Linked DNA regions of Sus scrofa: regions 1, 2 and 4 are each linked to region 3. A link is a contact called in public Hi-C and promoter capture Hi-C data. All regions are on one chromosome and are shown on one strand. The core of a region is the stretch at or near the end of the contact, and the rest is flanking DNA. Distances in the headings are between cores, read along the strand shown. Region 1 holds the start of KARS (lysine--tRNA ligase). Region 2 holds the start of COG8 (conserved oligomeric Golgi complex subunit 8). Region 3 holds the start of TXNL4B (a long non-coding RNA gene). Region 4 holds the start of PSMD7 (26S proteasome non-ATPase regulatory subunit 7).

Region 1 (3,953 bases), core at 1,430-3,929, 2.9 Mb before region 3:
TAGATGTGACATTGCCTTGCTCTGATTTACTTTTCTATAAAACACCACCACACACATTTACGTTTCCATGGGTCAGAAGTCCAGACAGTCTGTGTACTGGTCCTCTGCTCAGGGTCTAACTTCCTTTAATTTAAACAACATCTCTGCATTTGTTTAGTAGCCGTTTATTTATTTCCTCTTCTAACTTTCTGTTTCATTTCCTTTGCCCACTTTTCTACCAGTTTTTCTTTTACTTACTATCTTCTCCAAGCTCTTTGGACATTAAGGAAACAAACTCTGTTTCAATGTACTGGTACTATTTTTCCAGTTTGCTCTCTGACTTTATCATGAGAAGCTATAAATTTAAAATAATCAAATACATAAAAATTTTTTCTTAGTCTTCCTGGTTTCAGGACCACCTACACGCTACTATTAAAAAGGAGTTCCCTTCATGGCTCAGTGGTTAATGAACTAGACTAGGATCCATGAAGATGCAGGTTCGATCCCTGGCCTCACTCGGCGGGTTAAGGACCCAGTTTTACCATAAGCTATGCTGTAGGTCACAGAGGCAGCTCGGTCCCATGTTGCCGTGGCTGTGGTGTAGGCCAACAGCTGCAGCTCCAGTTTGACGCTCAGCCTGGGAACCTCCATATGCCACAGATGCTACCCTAAAAAGACAAAAAAAAAAAAAAAAAAAAAAAAGAAAGAAAGAATTCAGCTTACTTAGTCCCAAGTTCTGACTGGTCTACTAGACATCTCCATACTACTAATTTAAAAATCAGGGCCCTACATGATCTCCTTTACACATAGCCTGTCCGCTCTCCTAGAATTCTCTCTCTTGCTTTATTCCATCCCAGCCACACTGGTCTCTTGTTGCTACAAGTACACACCTCAGGGCCTTTGCAGTTACCATTCTCTAAGCCTGGAACACCCCGTCTTCAGGTAATCACCTGGCTACCTCTTTCATTTCCTTTGGTCTGTGCTTAAGTATCAGTTTAAAATAGGTAACTTCCTTTCCCACGCTGCAGAAAACGACCTCCTCTTCAGCCCTTACTCAGATTTATTTTTCTCTATAGCACTCACTAAACTAGCATTTTAAGCAGGGAGTTTTAGTGTTTCTATCCCAGCAAGATAAGTGTCTCAAGCTCAAATATCTGTTGAATGAATTTCAAATGTCACTTTTACCGAAACCAAAACAAGAGGAACAGTTTTTACCTCCCCAGACCTCACCTGTGATGCAACAGCCACATAAGAATAGGGAAGTGGGGAAGAAGTATGCCTCTTTGAACAAAAGGGTCAGGTTCAACTGTCAATATCCCTTATATCAGAAGTGAAGCATCTGACCAGCTTTGCTGTATCCTAACCACACCTGAGTCCCAACATTCAACTCAACTGCCTTAGAAACTCACCTCACCTGAGCGAAACTAAAAAACCATTTCCAATTGCTGAGAACCTTCTATGTGAATATGCATCTGTTTCAGCCAAGACATTACAATAAACTGGTCTGGCAGGGCTTATGCTGAATTTCCTTAAACACTGGAGAATTGTTTTTAAAAAGGAGTCTGTGAAATCTCTCTGAAAAGATACCCAAGAAGGTGGTTCCCCAGTGCCTCGCAGGGTGGGGGGTGGGGGCGGGGGAGAGTATCTAATGGGCAGGAAAAGGGGGAGAATTTTCCATATACTCTTTTTGTACCTTTGTAATAGCGAACCCCGTCAATATCCCACCTATTGGAAAAGTGAATTCAAGATCAGAAAATGGTGTTAGTTTTACCCGGATGTCACAGGGGGGCGGGGCGGGGGATGCTACCAAAGACACAACATGGTCGCCCCTCGGGACAGGAACGACGCCCCCGCCCCCACGCCGCGCAGGTGCCAGCGACAGGCCTCACCCCCGCTATCAGCAGCCTCGGGGTCTTGCTCAGCTTTCCGCTTGAGTTTCTGCGAGGAAGGGCTCACGGGGGCCTCCCCCAGCAGGTACTTATGCTCCTGGCCCCGTAGGCGCTTGAGGTAGCGGTCCTTCAGGGACTGCCACGAATGCTGGGTGAGCGAGCTCTTCTCCATCGCTTTCCACAAGGCATTGCCGGTGACCGAGCTGGGCGAGCGGGCATGTTCCTTCACGTAGGTCAAGATGGCCACGTCGTCCGCGTCCGTGAAGCCGATCCGCCCCGCGTGCGGCTGCGGCTCGGACTCCGCGGCGGCGGCGCCGCCTCCGGCCTGCCCCCCGGGCTTCGTCTCTGGGGCCTGGTCGTCCGCCGGAGCCGGGCCCAGCCGGTAGGCCTCCAGCTCGAGCTTCTCGTTGCGCTCCACGCAGTCCAGGATGTACTGCGTGGAGATGAAGTCGCCCGAGGCCTCGGCCGCCGCCTCCCCGGGCTGGGCCAGCAGCACGGCCCCCGGCTCCTGCACCCGGCACAGGGTGCCGCCGCCGTGCAGGATGAGCGTCGAGAGCCGGCGCTTCGCCGGACTGGGACGCACGTAGAAGGACATGGAGCTGCCATCCTCCCTCAGGAAAAGAGTCGACGAATGGGTAGGCCCATTGGGGTCTTTGCCCAAATCCATTGCCTCCGCCATTGCGAACGCGCAGCGGAAGAGCTGCCCCCTAACGAGCGTCTGGCGCACGGAGCCCCACTGCCTGAGGTAACGTACCAGACGCCGCGGCTGCTGGCCCCAAATGCGCCTGCGCGACAGCTGCGCGTTAACAGTGGGCGCCCCTTTCCCCGGAAGAGGCGGGACTTCCGAGCGTGACCTGAAAATCGCCCTACGAGTCTCATCCTCTTTAGGTCCGGCCCTCGGGAAAGATGGCTGCGGTACAGGCGGCTGAAGTTAAAGTGGACGGCGCGGAGCCGAAACTGAGCAAAAAGTAAGTGTCGATGCGGGTCGTTAAAACCTTTGCGATCGGAGAGTCTGGACTAAGAAGTACCTCGAGGCTTCGGCCGTAGCGGCTGTGCTTGGGGCCTTCCTGCCGGCTCTCGTGGGTACCCACATGCAGGAACGTAGCCCCTGCGCCCTGAACTACATCCCCCAGGATGCCCGAGGGCCCGCGCTGACCGCGTCCTTCCTCCCCGTCGTACTCCTGGAGTGAGAGTATGCGGAGAATTGAGAGGCGACAGAGAAAAGGGAAAATTACTTCTCCCCTTTGCTCCCCCTTGAGAAATGCGTTATTATTGAGCCACGCCCCAATAAGGAAATTGGAGGAATGTTAAATACCCTAGTTTTTCAGAAAGACCTTCAAATTGTCCTTGGCCTAGCCAAAGCCACTGTGAACCTTTAGTATTAAAAAGATCAGTTTTTCAACTGTGTTGTGCACCTATCCGTATGAGTTACTCAAAGGATCTGTGATTATTGAATAAATCACCAGTGTCCAGCAGTAGGGTCTGTCAGCCGGATATACCAAGCTGCACTCAGCATTGCTGGATGTATCTTTGGTGATCACCCCAAGTCCCTGGAGTATGAAAGTACTTATAAATAAAGATTAGCTGCCTTTTTCACTGGCTGTGTCTTTTGTTCTCTGAATACTGCACTCCTTCTCAACCAAAGTTCTTCATAAAACATGAGCAATGATTGAGTGACTATTTCCTCAGTACTCCCAAGTCTAGTACATAAATACAGTGCTCTTCCAGTTGCAAGGAGAAAAGTTAGTTTAGTGCATGTAATGACTGCTTTAGCATTCAGGCAGTTAGAGTTGACGTTTCCTTTTGTGTCTCTGGGTTTACGCTTCACATATTCTAGGGAAATGAGAAAGGAAATATGTAAGCTTTTGGTTTGATGGCACCCTAATAACGTTGTTTGAAGAGTGACCAATAGATCTTTGTAAAAGTTTGGAACCTGGTCTTGAACTTCTGCCTTGAGGAAGATTGAACTTTGATCCCGTTACGTCAGTAATTGAATATTAGAGTTATAAATCATAGATGCCTCCTAAGTAAAAACTCCAGTTGAGTGTGTAATTTTAGGGTAAACTGAGGAAACTGGCCAGTTCC
Region 2 (4,194 bases), core at 1,156-3,655, 2.6 Mb after region 3:
AGCAACAGAATACACTGCTCTTACTATTTTATCCAAATTTCATTTGTAAAATCCCCACAGTCTACTATTCTGATATGGCAATATCTATCTTTCACAGTGTTAATAAATTATTAAGGAAATCCATTATGTTTGTGTTTGGATAACAGTGTTATCATAGATAACAAAAGTACGCTATTCTTGTCCTCGGGTCCAACAATTTAGAACCTGTTACTCAAAACAAGAAGCCCTCTGATTCAAACATAAAACACAGATTTCTATTGAGTCACAATCACAAAGATCCGAAACTCCATTTTTGAGCCACTTCTGCATAATAAGAATCCAGCCTGGATTTGTCCATGATAGAATGTTAAACTAAGAAGTCCCTGAAGAGGTCAGTGTTGACAAAATTCACCATGACGGTGGAGCCTACACAGACACAGGAAAAGCTAGGCCCTTCCACACAGCCTTAAGTCCTCTCGATGACTTCGTTTTAAGTCAATGTCTCTTCATGCCGCACATATTCCCCAATGTCTGCTTGATGAAATACCACAATCGCCATGGGGTCTACTTTCCTGCAGTCTTGTGTAGACTTTGCTGCCACCCCAAAACCCTGGGATTCAAAAGAAGAGACACTGATTCACTCAAGTCATTCGATGAGCACGCATTAAGATTTGGAAATAACACAGATGAAAAAAATATAGTTCTTTGAGGACTTCAAAAGGTGCTGAGATCTTAGTCTCTCAAGTGAAGATTGAAAATACATCCTTCTTAAACAAAAAGATACTTGATTTTTTAACAGCTACCACATGTACTCACCAAAGGGATGTCTGCCATGGAGTACACCACAACTCCCTGGTACTGTGAAGTATTTTCAGTGATTCGACCAAGTCCAGATTTCAGCACATGGTTCCCATACAGGAAGGACTGCTCTGCTCCAGGCTTTATCCACACTTTATACTACAATACAAAGAATTACATCCAAGAGACATAATAAAAATAGTTAGATGCCTGCAGACAAGCTAGCTGCTGAATCTATGGTTAATTTTTTTCTTTCTTTATGAACAAAGTTTTTTTTCTTTTCTTTTTTTTGTCTTCTTAGGGCCACACCCGTAGCATATGGAAGTATCCAGGCTAGGGGCCAAATTGCAGCTGCAGCTGCCTCAGCAACGTCAGATCTGAGCTGCCTCTGCAACCTACACCACAGCTCACCACAAGGTCCAATCCTTAACCCACTGAGCCCAGGGATAGAACGTGCATCCTCATGGATACTGGTCGGGTTCCTTAACCGCTGAGCCACAACAGGAACTCCCCCATGCTGTTTATTTCATCCCTGTACTTCCTTTATCTCATAATACAAATTTCAAGGAAAAGAAAGAAAAAGGCATGCTTCCCTCAAACTGTTCAGAACTGCTAGGAGGTTCCTTCAACTCTACAATCGACCTTTCCCACGGGCAGTTTAACGGCTTTTTCTGGATCCCACTATGCTCCTCACCGCAGCCTCCTATTTACTTTTTCCTCTTGAACTAGATCAGAAAAGGCTTTTCTACTTTGCTGGAGATACTACTCCAATCACTACGCAGCCCCAACCACGCCCAAGCAGCAAGATCTAAGTAGGAACATCTCCAGGTGCTGGCACTGATCCTAGGCACCCTCAGGGACTAACGCAGGTGCCCAATTATCTGCAGTCTGATGTGGCCCTCAGCCTAGACCGCCCCCATCCCTAGAAGCGGGCTGAAAACCACTCCCCACAAACCTTGGCATAAGGTGCTAAGTAATCCAGAGCTGTGATGTGCAACCGAAACTTGTGGGTCTTCGTGAATTTTCCAAAGCACGTTCCCAGCGACATCAGCTTGTCACCAGAGATATTAGCGGCCAATTTTAAGATCTTTTCACTGAAAGGGTAAGGAAGAAGGAGGTGTCAGATAAGGGAGGCTGGTGGGACCCAGGCCTCCACCCGGGTCCATGCTGCCTACCCAGCCCCGCCTCACCTCACATAGTAAACCCGGTCGTTGTGCAGCCTGAAACAGTAGGTGCCGTCGGGCCTGTCAACCAGCAGCTGAAGATTCTCCCCGATGCTGAAAGCAGAAAAGAGGCTGGAGGCTGCGCCCGGACTCGTCCCGGCCCCGCGGCCCCGCTCTACCCACAGCCCTCCCCGCCATGCACGCACTCCCTCATCTGCCCCGGGCGTTCTTACTATTTTGCTATCTTCTCAAACATTACACGCGTCTCCTCTTCAGTCAGAGGCCGCATTTTCCCGCTGGGCTGGAACACCGGATCCTCGTGCCTCAGTCGCCGGAAACGGAAGGCCAGCCTCCCGCCTCTCCTTGGCAACCTCAAATCCGGCCTCTCTAGCTGCCTTCGCGTGGTTCGTCACGCGAGCGCCCCGCGGCCTTGGAGGACCAGCGGGGAATGCAAGCCGGCCGGGTGAGGCGCCATGGAGACCGGAAGTGCGGCGTTGCTTCCGGTCCTGGATTCCGAGCCAGCGCCCTCGCCGAGCGGGAGGCGAAGGGACGCCGCTGCTGAGAAGATGGCGGCGACGGAGACGATCCCTGCTTCAACTGCGGCCTCGGCCACGGCGACGGCCACTGCGGCTGCTCTCGGGGAGGTGGAGGATGAAGGGCTCCTGGCATCGCTGTTCCGGGACCGCTTCCCAGAGGCCCAGTGGCGGGAGCGGCCCGACGTGGGCCGCTACCTCAGGGAGTTGAGCGGCTCGGGGCTGGATCGGCTGCGGCGCGAGCCAGAGCGCCTGGCGGAGGAGCGAGCGCAGCTGCTGCAGCAGACGCGCGACTTGGCCTTCGCCAACTACAAGACCTTCATCCGCGGCGCCGAGTGCACCGAGCGCATACATCGCCTCTTTGGCGACGTGGAGGAGTCGCTCGGCCGCCTGCTCGACCGCTTGCCCAGCTTCCAGCAGAGCTGCAGGTGCGGCGGGCCCAGCGTTTAAGGGGCTTTTAAGAGCTGTGACAGCTAATATTTACGATGAGGGAAATAGCTAACACTTAGATAGCGCTTACCAGGTGCCACGCTCTCATCTGAGCATTTTATTAATCCATTTAAACGTCACAGCAGCCTTCGAGGTAGGTATTATTCCCATTTTGTATATGAGGAAGTCGAGACACAGAGGTTAGTGACTGACACAAGGCACAGCTAGTAAGTCTCGAAGTCAAAATTGGAACCCAGCAGCCTCGTAGGGCTGTCGTGAGCGCTAAGTAGAGAATCCATGCAAAGCACTTATCATTGGATCTGACATAATTAACACTCTACAGTTGTCACCTTCATACATATACACACAACACACAGGTACACACAGTAGCTTGGACCAGGGTCGTTGGCTCCAAAACTTTCATTGATAGGAGAATGCCAAGGAAATCCTCTCATTCGGGGGCAGTAAAAATTATCCAAAAAATCCAAACAAACCGTCCTATCGGAACCATATTCTTTTTTTTTTCCCCTCCCTTTTTAAGGCTGAACCCACAGCATATGGAAGTTCCCAGGCTAGGGGTCGAATTGGAGATAACAGCTGCCAGCCTATGCCACAGCATTGCAAGATCCAAGCTGTATCTGCGACCTACACCACAGATCACGGCATTTCTGGATCCCCAACCCACTGAGTGAGGCCAGGGATCAAACATGTGTCCTCGTGGATACCAGTCGAATTCCTTTCCACTGCTCCACGACAGGATCTCCTCGAGCCATATTCTGCCTCTCTCGAACCTCAATCCACAAATTCTGCTTTCCAACCTCACATGATAAAAGTTTCAAGTTTTCTTTGTCTTTGCACATTTGACCATGGCTTCTGTACTCTTCCAATACCCTACAAAAGACAGGGAGCTTCATAAAGCAGGACTTTACAGTTATGGGGAAGAAATGGAGACTGCAGCAGGAACTAAGGATGGACAGTGGCATAGGAGAAGATTAAGAGGCTGAGGGAACTTGGGGTTAAGGTTGTAGTTTCTAGGTTAGGCAGGCATTATGAAAAGAAGAATAGCTGTCATTGGAGGTGCCATTGTGGCTCAGTAGAAATGAATCTGACTAGCATCCATGAGGACGCAGGTTTGATCCCTCGCCTCCCTCAGTGGGTTAAGGATCCAGTGTTGCCATGAGCTGTGGTGTAGGTCGCAGACGTGGCTCAGATCTGGTGTTGCTGTGGCTGTGGTGTAGGCCAGTGGCTGCAACTCCAATTGAACCCCTACTCTGGGAACCTCCATGTACTGT
Region 3 (4,103 bases), core at 268-2,767:
AGAAGGTACTTCATCAAACAGGAATGGCAGAACAAATTCTGAGAGGGAAAGGGGAAAGCTAAAGAAAAGATGGATCTGTCGAACCACTAGAATTCAACCAAACAGCAATTTCTGCGTGTTACTGATAAAAAGAGGAGGAAATGGCAGGAGAGCAAAGTTGTCATCAGAGTGAGTGGGGAGGTGAGGGTGTGAGAGTGGAATTGAATAAATGTTGAAAAAAGGAAAGGGAAATTGAGACCACACCTAAGAAAATGTCTATAGCAAAGGATAAAAACAAGGAATTCAGAAAGAAGACAGACGAGAAAAAAAAAAATTTGGAAAGTTTCACTGCTAAGTAAAGAAAAGCAAATTAAAAGATGTATTTTAGGAGTTCCCACTGTGGCACAGCGGAAATGAATCCAACTAGCATCCATGAGGATGTGGATTTGATCCCTGGCCTCTCTCAGTGGGGTGGGGGGGAATCTGGCCTTGCGTCAGCTCTGGTGTAGGCCAGCAGCTGTAGCTCTGATTTGACTCCTACCCTGAGAACTTCCATATGCTGTGGGTGTGGCCACAAAAAGTAGAAAAAAAAAAGTTATATTTTAAAAAGCCATTAAACTGGCAAAGATTAAATGATAAAGGCAAGAATGTCAGTGAAGGGACAGGCTTCATAGTCCCCCCTAGAAAACAGAGAACAAACCTTGTCTAGAAAGAAACCTGAAATACAACTCCATTTCTGAGAATTATTTCCTAGTAAATAACCAGACATACGCAGAAAGATTTATGTAAAAAGGATATTTGTCACGTTTTTAACAGTGAAAAACTGGAAACAACTTACACTGCCATCGGTAGGAGAATCGTGAAATGAAGGATGGCAGTCCTGTAACATACTAACACACTGTCACTACATATTGCGTTATAGATTAACAATTCAGATACGTGAAAAATCCTCGTAATAAAGAAAAAAGTCATAAAACAGTAGTATACAAAGGGTGATTCCGCTTTTGTACAAAACCTAACTATAATGCAAATATACATATTCACATAGGAAATAACTAAAAATGAATATCCTCAAACACCCTCAGTGGTTTTCACTGCGTGTGAACTTACGAGTGACTTTTACTCACACTGGGGTGCACGTCTTCATTTTTCCAATATCCCCGACATACCTATTTTTTATGATGCCAGTGGCTGGACTACTCCTGGCCCACAAGTGCCGGGGAAAAATGATACTTTATTTGCACGTCATCTTCCTCGCCAGCACTTCAAGGCTTTCGGCAACCCTGACACTTTCTCCAAAAAGCCGCGACGCCGGCGACTCCTTTCTTCTTCCGCAACCGCGGCGGCGACCCTAAACCAGAGTAACCCAGGGGCTGTTGCCAAATAACTCTCGGCCGACCTCTTAAGTGGACGGAAACGGAAAAAGAAAACGCACAAACGCAGTGATTAACGCGCGGTCTGTTCAGTTCAGCAGCCCAATAAGCGGAAGGGCCTATTCTACTCACGGCCAATCTTCCCCGCTGCGACCGGAAGCCTTAGGGTCACTTCCGCCCTTGTTAAACATGGCCGATCCCACCCCGCATTCCAATTAGGGGGCTGCCCAACTCTTAGACTAACCGTGATTGGTCGCCAAGAGACTCGGAAGTGTCTGTAATAAATGTCTTATCCCAGCCTCAGCGGAGGACCGTCTAGTCCAACAAGCGTGGTCCCCTTCCGCCCCGCACTAGGAACTCGCGTTTTCCGGGCTGATCTCGATGGTATCTTTGGACGGATAGAGGGGACCGCGCAAAGTATTATGGGACAACGATGGCCGCTTTCAAGGTGCGGGTTTTGGCTTTCTGAGACGTTCTGAGCGAGGAGTGGCTGCGCCAGCGCCCCAGAATCCGGGACAGAAGGTCTCGAGAGTCGGGCGTGGTGAGGTGAGTGTCCCTTCTTCCTTTCCGACCTTTTCTTACCCAGTCGTGGTGGCTCCAGGCAGCGGATATTGGTCCCTCTTTCGGGTTTGGGCCTAGACTTGGGAATCCTTGTCTTTGTCAGCCAGTGTGCCTTATTCGCTGTAGGGATATTGCGCAGGACAGCCTGCCGCGGCCTTCCTCTTTATTCTGATCAGATCCTGCATTTTGGTGCGTCCCCGCTGAGGTCCAGGGATGCTGCCCTGGGCGTCACCTGCTCCCTTCCTTAGGCCTCCGCATTAGCCCACTCCCAGACGGACTCCGAACCCAGTAGGGGTTCTTTGGGCTTCCTCTTCTCTGTCACAGTGGTATCTCTATCAGGCGATATCCTCTGCTAGAATGTCAACTCCAAGAAGGTCTGGACTTTTGTCTCTTCTCTTCTCTATCTCTAATGCCCAGAACAACGACTGGCTCACAGAAAGCTGTCAGTGAATAATTATTGAATGAATATATTCAGTTTCTTTCTTCACTATTTTCCTTATACCTCTTGTGGCTTCTTTACCATTAATACTTATTCGCAAAACAGCAGTTAACTCCTCAGCCACTCGTTGTCCTGTCAAACTCTTTTTCCTGTGCTCCTAGTACCTGTCCTTGCTGTCTTTAGGAATTTCTGGCTCCCTATCTCCTTTAATCAGTTTAAACTTGTTCATTCATTAATTCTTCACATGGTTCTGTTGTAGGCACTGGGCGTAGTAGTCATTAAGACAGACAAGGTTCTCCTGCATAAAATGACATACTAGGGGTATTTTTTCTAGTTCAGACTACTGAGCAGAGTCTGTATGTCCTACCTTCCTGGATTTGCTCACATGAGTACAGATATCACCAGTAGGTAGCTTTCCCTTTTCCCTTCTACCTAATGGCATTTTTTTTAAAATTTTTTTTGTCTTTTTGTCTTTTTGTTGTTGTTGTTGTTGCTATTTCTTGGGCCGCTCCCGCGGCATATGGAAGTTCCCAGGCTAGGGGTCCAATCGGAGCTGTAGCCACCGGCCTACGACAGGGCCACAGCAACGCGGGATCTGAGCCGCATCTGCAACCTACACCACAGCTCACGGCAACGCCGGATCGTTAACCCACTGAGCAAGGGCAGGGATCGAACCCGCAACCTCATGGTTCCTAGTCGGATTCGTTAACCACTGCGCCACGACGGGAACTCCCCTAATGGCATTTTTAAAAAAGGAAATTCTTGTTTCTTTGACCATACTATGTGTTGTCTGTTTGGCAATATTCTTCTAGAAAGCTCTGCATGTTAATTAAAGCTGGGCACAACAGTCTGGATTCTGGTGGTACCCTAGCACTTGATAGTTCTTTGCTTCACTGACTTGTTGGAATGAGGGAAGTTAGTCAAGCATTCAGAATATTTATAAGTAGATGGTGTATAGTGGGAAGAAAAAGAGGAGTTTGTTACAAGTTGAGTGCCAGGAAATCTTACAGTTACCTAAATACTTTTTCAGAAGTACCATTCCCAAGCCTGATGCTTCTCATCAACATTTTTGGAGAACATGAATTGTCATTAGACAGATTTCAACTGCCGTGAGGTAATTCTTTTCTACTGAACTTACCTGGCCCAGAAAATGCGTTTAAGTATAGACTGCATGGATAGTAGCCTTATCAACATCTCTGCTCCGCTGTAGCTGTAGTTTAAAAGAAGGGAGAGGAGGAAGAACTTACGTAGAAAAAACGATGAGGGATCCAATCAGTGTCTAGGAGCACAGCAAGTGAAATAATGTAACAGCCACATTTCTGTAACTCTTTATGGTTACAGAGTGCTTTTACTAAACTTTCTTGTTTGATTCTCACAACAACTCCAAGGATCAGATAGAGCAAAAAGTATTTTCACTTTGCAGATATAGAAGTTATGCCTAGGAGTTCATGCTTTGGTGCAGTGGGATCTGCAGTGGCAGGGGAGCAGGTTGGATCCCTGGCCCATCACAGTGAGTTAAGGATCTGGCGTTGCTGCAGCTGTGGAGTAATTTATGACTCTGGCTTGGAGTCGATCCTGGCCTGGGAACTCCATATCCCATGGGGCTCTCCCCCCCATAAGTGGGGGAGGAAATTATGCCTAACTGAAAGTTAAGTTATTTGCTTACAATCACACAGGCAGAAAATGTCAAGGGCCTGGATAGTAGAGATTTCTGATGTTAAATCTAGTGGTGTTATCCTTATACTCCCTTT
Region 4 (4,220 bases), core at 1,022-3,521, 2.0 Mb after region 3:
TATATATATATTATTCACTCGTAAAAAAGGAAATCTTGTCATTTGTGACAACATGGATGGATCTTACTAGGCGAAATGTCAGATAGAAAGACAGACATTGTATGATCTCGTATGTACAACTGAAAGAAAGCTGAATTTGCAGAAATAGTAGAATAATAATAGTGGTTGCCAGAGGCTGGGAGCAGGGATACGGGAGTTGTCGGTCAAAGGGTACAAACTTACGATTACAAGATGGAGCTCCAAGGTCAAGTATGATGACTACAGTTTACAACACTGTGTTACATATTTGAAAGTTGCTCTGAAATGTTCTCACCACAAAAAGAAAATAGTAATTATGTGAGGTGATAGAAGTATTAACTAACTTATTATGGTAATCATTTTGCAATATGTATGTGTAGCAAACCACTATATTACACACCTTACACTTACATGTTATGTGTGAGTAACATCTCAATAAATATGAGGAAAGGAGAATTTAACACTAAAAAAGAAAGACATGGGTAGGGGATTGAGAGGTATAAGGTATTATTATAAAATAAGCAACGAGGATATATTGTACAACATGAGGAATTTAGCCAATATTTTATAATAACTACAAATGGAATATAATCTTTAAAATTTGTGAATTACTATATTGTACACCTATAACTTATATAACACTGTACATTAACTATACTTCAATAGAAAGCAAATTAAATAATATTTTTCTTTAAAAAAAGAAAATTATTATCCTTATGCTCTCATCAGATCCTCTTAAAGCCCAGAATTAAATGAACAAAAGAAATTAGATTTCTTATATCTCCCTCTGTATTCAGCCGAATGAATTCCTTCCCTAGAAGTGGCTACAAAATCAGTTATGATTTCAAGTCAGTTCCACTTTAAAAAAAAAGAAAAAGAAAAAAAATAGGGCAACATGGAAAATACATTATGATTTTAAGTTGTCTTCCTTATAGTCTTTATATATTTTAGCCGCCCAAAATTCTTCCTTTAGACTCCAAGCTCTTTGTCTAACAGATCTATGTCTACCCTCTGTTGAACAGCATCACACAAGAGATGAAACAAGAGAATCTACTTTAAACACCAGCAAGCATGCTTTAACTCACAATGGGGCTGACTTAAATGTTCTCAATTTACAAGTTCTATTATCTTAAGAAGTAGCAGAAATCACCTGATAGCCAAATCAAAAACACTTTAAAAAACGAGGAAAATACAAAACAGTGTTCTCAAAAGTAGGAAGAGTACATGAAATAAAAGTGAGGGGTAAAATCCATAAAGAATATCAAAAGCTCCCTGACTATACTGGAAGGTGGCTAAGATTCAGAGCAAAATCTCCTGGTCATTTTTCAGAGAGGTCAGATCCTCCGTGACCCAGGGAGGTAAAAGGTGTTTAAAAAGAGGATGAACAGTAACTAAATAATTCAAGTTGCGTAAGTATTATTTTTGTTGACAGAAACAGCAACTTATAAGTCAGTCCGGCGACTAAACTTGCATGGATTTTAAGTCATTTGCGTCTTTCTGCAAATAACCTTAAGTCCTTTTAGTATTTTTAGTATTTCCCCTTTTAGTATTTTTTCTACATTTCCCCTTTTAGTATTTTTTCTCTTTCTCAGCGAAAAATGAAAACACATTTTCTTCTTGCTTCCCATCTTTTTCAATCTTTTTCTAAGTTTTTATTTGAACATCAACCTGTATGAATGATCTGACTCTAGGCACAAACGGCATTATTCTATCCTTTGTTAAATGGTAAGTAATATAAAGATAGGTGGAAAAATACAGACAGGCTGATTGTTTGCTTATCATCTATAGCGAAGACTAAGGAGAAATTCCCTGACAAGATGATAATGAGATAAACTATCATATCTACTTAAAGGGAATGCCCTAATGCTGGAGACTTAAAATTAGTTCCTCTAAGAAATTGTAGACGACTCTGACTAGAAGCAAAGGTCAACATTTGCTGAATGGTGGAACTACTACATATCACTGTTTACATTTTTTTCTTAGTATTTTCTCGAGATTTCCGATGGGGGAGGGGAGTTGGGAAGGCATGGAAGCGAAAAGCCACCGTGGGTAACGGTACAAGCGAAACACCAGGAGGTCAACCTCTAACGTCTCCAGTGTCCCTTTAGCTATCAAGACCCCGGAAATTCGCAGCCAGTCACCTGAGGCGGATTCCGCCTCCCGGGAACTTGCCCTCCTCAAGTTGGCAGCGGGAGCGACAGCCCGCTCCCGGCGCGCGCAGCACCCTGGGAGCGGAAGAAGGGGCCGCGCGGCAGCGGCCCAGCCGGAAGAGGAGGAGCCGGGCCTGGAGGATCCCAAAGAGTCGCTGCCGCTCTGGCCGCCGGCGTTTGCGGGTCGCGGGGAGCAGGGCCTGGCGGGCGGGGTGTGTCGCGATGCCGGAGCTGGCTGTGCAGAAGGTGGTGGTCCACCCCCTGGTGCTGCTGAGTGTGGTGGATCATTTCAATCGGTGAGCGGGCGACACGGGGCGGCCTACCCGGGCCGGTGGCGCCGCCGCTGCTGAGTCACGGGCGCGCTGGGGACTGCGCGGCGGCCGCGGGGGCGCTGATGGACCAGGAGGGCCCTGAGTCGCCGAGGGTCCCAGACCAACCTCCTTTCGCGAAGCCCAAGACACCTGGCATTGTCTCCCACGCCGCCCAGCCGACGCTCCGGGAACTGGGCTGCTGGTTCCTTTTACCTAGTCCGTTCGATGCCAGAGTCTGGGAAGCTTCTCTTGGCCTTGATTCCCAGGCCTCGTGCCCGTCTGTCACTTCGTCCGCCCCCTTTTGCCAAAAAGACTTGATGTCTCGTAGTAAAGCCCTTCAGACTCGCGCTTTTTGCCTGTGAAGGCTGTCAGCGAAATTCTGGTCTCAGCGCCTGGAAGAGCTGTGGTTTTAACTTGTGAGAGTTTCGAAGTGGGAATCGTGTTTGACGACAGCTTAAAATGTAGATGAGGTGTCAAGTCTGCTTTGGGTTTTGTTCTTTGTATTATTTTGTTTTTAATGAGACCAGTTGGAGATTTGGGCATTAATGAATAAGGTAACATCCCACAGATGTTTCTTCCGCCTTTGCTTGCTTGTTTGTGAGCTGTTCGTCTCGCTGGACCTGTTACACGTGTTCAGAAGTTTTACCAGATAGTTACTTGATTTGGAAAACTGCAAGACCCAGTTGGGAGCATTTGCTGTAAAGTCAGAGTTGCTAAGTGCTCATTCTCTTGCAACTTGCTTTGTACAGCTTCTTCAAAACAAACTCCAGACTCCTGTGAGGTTTAGGGTCCCCATTTCAGTTCTGTTGCTTTGTAGGAGCCTTAGCCTAACAGGATATGCAAGCTATCGCACTAAAAATAATTACTGTTTTTCTCCTGTAGGATACTAGAGGTGCTAAGGGAGGGATCATTTCAGTTCTATTCTGTAAGTTCAACAAACACTTGCTAAGGGCCTAGTGCAGGCAGACACTGTGAGCTGCTCTGTCAGATAACAGTTGTAGTGTTTTTAAGAAGGCAGATGGATTTTTGTAGATCAGAAGAAAAGCCCTGAGTGTGGAAGTTTCCTTTAAGCAGAGATTTCCAAAAAAACAAGAACCACCAGAATAGAAAATCCTTAACTTTGTTTCATCCAAACCCTAAATATAGTAAGCATTTATAAATTTGCCAAACCATATGTTTTGATAAATACAGTTAAATCATTGTGAAAGCAGCAGCTGTTAAGGAATTGTACTTCATTTCACAGTGGCTTTTGTCTTTGCTTTGAACATAGAATTGTATTGTTTCTGTATGTCTCATTTGTTAATGGTTAAAGGAGAATTCTACATGAAAACCAATGAAATTAGATTATGTAAGCAAAACAGTTGTAGTTCCTTAAGACAGAATCACTGATGAGGTTTGATATGGAGAAATTCTGAAATAGTCTTTCTCATTCATTGAGCCCTCCTACCAGCATGATTAGTCACCAGCTCACTTCCAGCTTCTGCCTCATTAAGCCATTCAGAGGGACCACAAATGGCACACAAATGCCTCTGGATCGGAATGGTTTTCTGAGCCTCTATTTGATACAAAGAGTTAAAAACATCTAGTGGAAATTGTTGACAGAATAGATGCTCCGGGGAAGCGTTGGCAAGGTGGGCCATAAAACTGGATCTACTTTAGTATCTTTATCCCTGAAACGATTTGAGGCTAGAGAAGATGGGGAAAGTTTAAAAGAGAAAGACAAGCTGCAAAGAAAAACTGA

What was found. Promoter capture Hi-C pulls out the DNA fragments that hold promoters and counts their contacts. A called contact is a pair of places that touch in the nucleus more often than the background predicts.
Region 1: a promoter capture Hi-C map of liver shows a contact between it and region 3, with 3 times the contacts expected there. The contact joins the promoter of KARS here to the promoter of TXNL4B in region 3. A contact is called at or near these places in 1 of 5 promoter capture datasets (liver) and 1 of 47 Hi-C or Micro-C datasets (heart right ventricle).
Region 2: a Hi-C map of skeletal muscle shows a contact between it and region 3, with 11 times the contacts expected there. The contact joins the promoter of COG8 here to the promoter of TXNL4B in region 3. A contact is called at or near these places in 1 of 5 promoter capture datasets (liver) and 5 of 47 Hi-C or Micro-C datasets (heart right ventricle, liver, retroperitoneal adipose tissue and 2 more).
Region 4: a promoter capture Hi-C map of liver shows a contact between it and region 3, with 9 times the contacts expected there. The contact joins the promoter of PSMD7 here to the promoter of TXNL4B in region 3. A contact is called at or near these places in 1 of 5 promoter capture datasets (liver) and 1 of 47 Hi-C or Micro-C datasets (liver).

The regions. Positions count from the first base shown.
Region 1 is chr6:12,054,796-12,058,748 of Sscrofa11.1, forward strand. It overlaps KARS (lysine--tRNA ligase), which reads left to right and starts at 2,680. Exons shown (of 14, transcript XM_003126856.3): 1 at 2,680-2,836. The coding sequence starts at 2,775. It overlaps TERF2IP (telomeric repeat-binding factor 2-interacting protein 1), which reads right to left and starts at 2,656. Exons shown (of 3, transcript XM_003126857.3): 1 at 1,869-2,656. The coding sequence starts at 2,547.
Region 2 is chr6:17,643,139-17,647,332 of Sscrofa11.1, forward strand. It overlaps COG8 (conserved oligomeric Golgi complex subunit 8), which reads left to right and starts at 2,406. Exons shown (of 6, transcript XM_003126905.6): 1 at 2,406-2,901. The coding sequence starts at 2,414. NIP7 (NIP7, nucleolar pre-rRNA processing protein) reads right to left here and starts at 2,266. Exons shown (of 5, transcript NM_001048071.1): 1 at 2,174-2,266; 2 at 1,968-2,054; 3 at 1,733-1,871; 4 at 796-936; 5 at 1-589. The coding sequence starts at 2,229. The coding sequence ends at 470.
Region 3 is chr6:14,996,560-15,000,662 of Sscrofa11.1, forward strand. TXNL4B (a long non-coding RNA gene) reads right to left here and starts at 1,518. Exons shown (of 3, transcript XR_002344529.1): 1 at 1,149-1,518. It overlaps DHX38 (pre-mRNA-splicing factor ATP-dependent RNA helicase PRP16), which reads left to right and starts at 1,532. Exons shown (of 27, transcript XM_021093857.1): 1 at 1,532-1,898.
Region 4 is chr6:17,045,149-17,049,368 of Sscrofa11.1, forward strand. PSMD7 (26S proteasome non-ATPase regulatory subunit 7) reads left to right here and starts at 2,272. Exons shown (of 7, transcript XM_021093860.1): 1 at 2,272-2,464. The coding sequence starts at 2,391.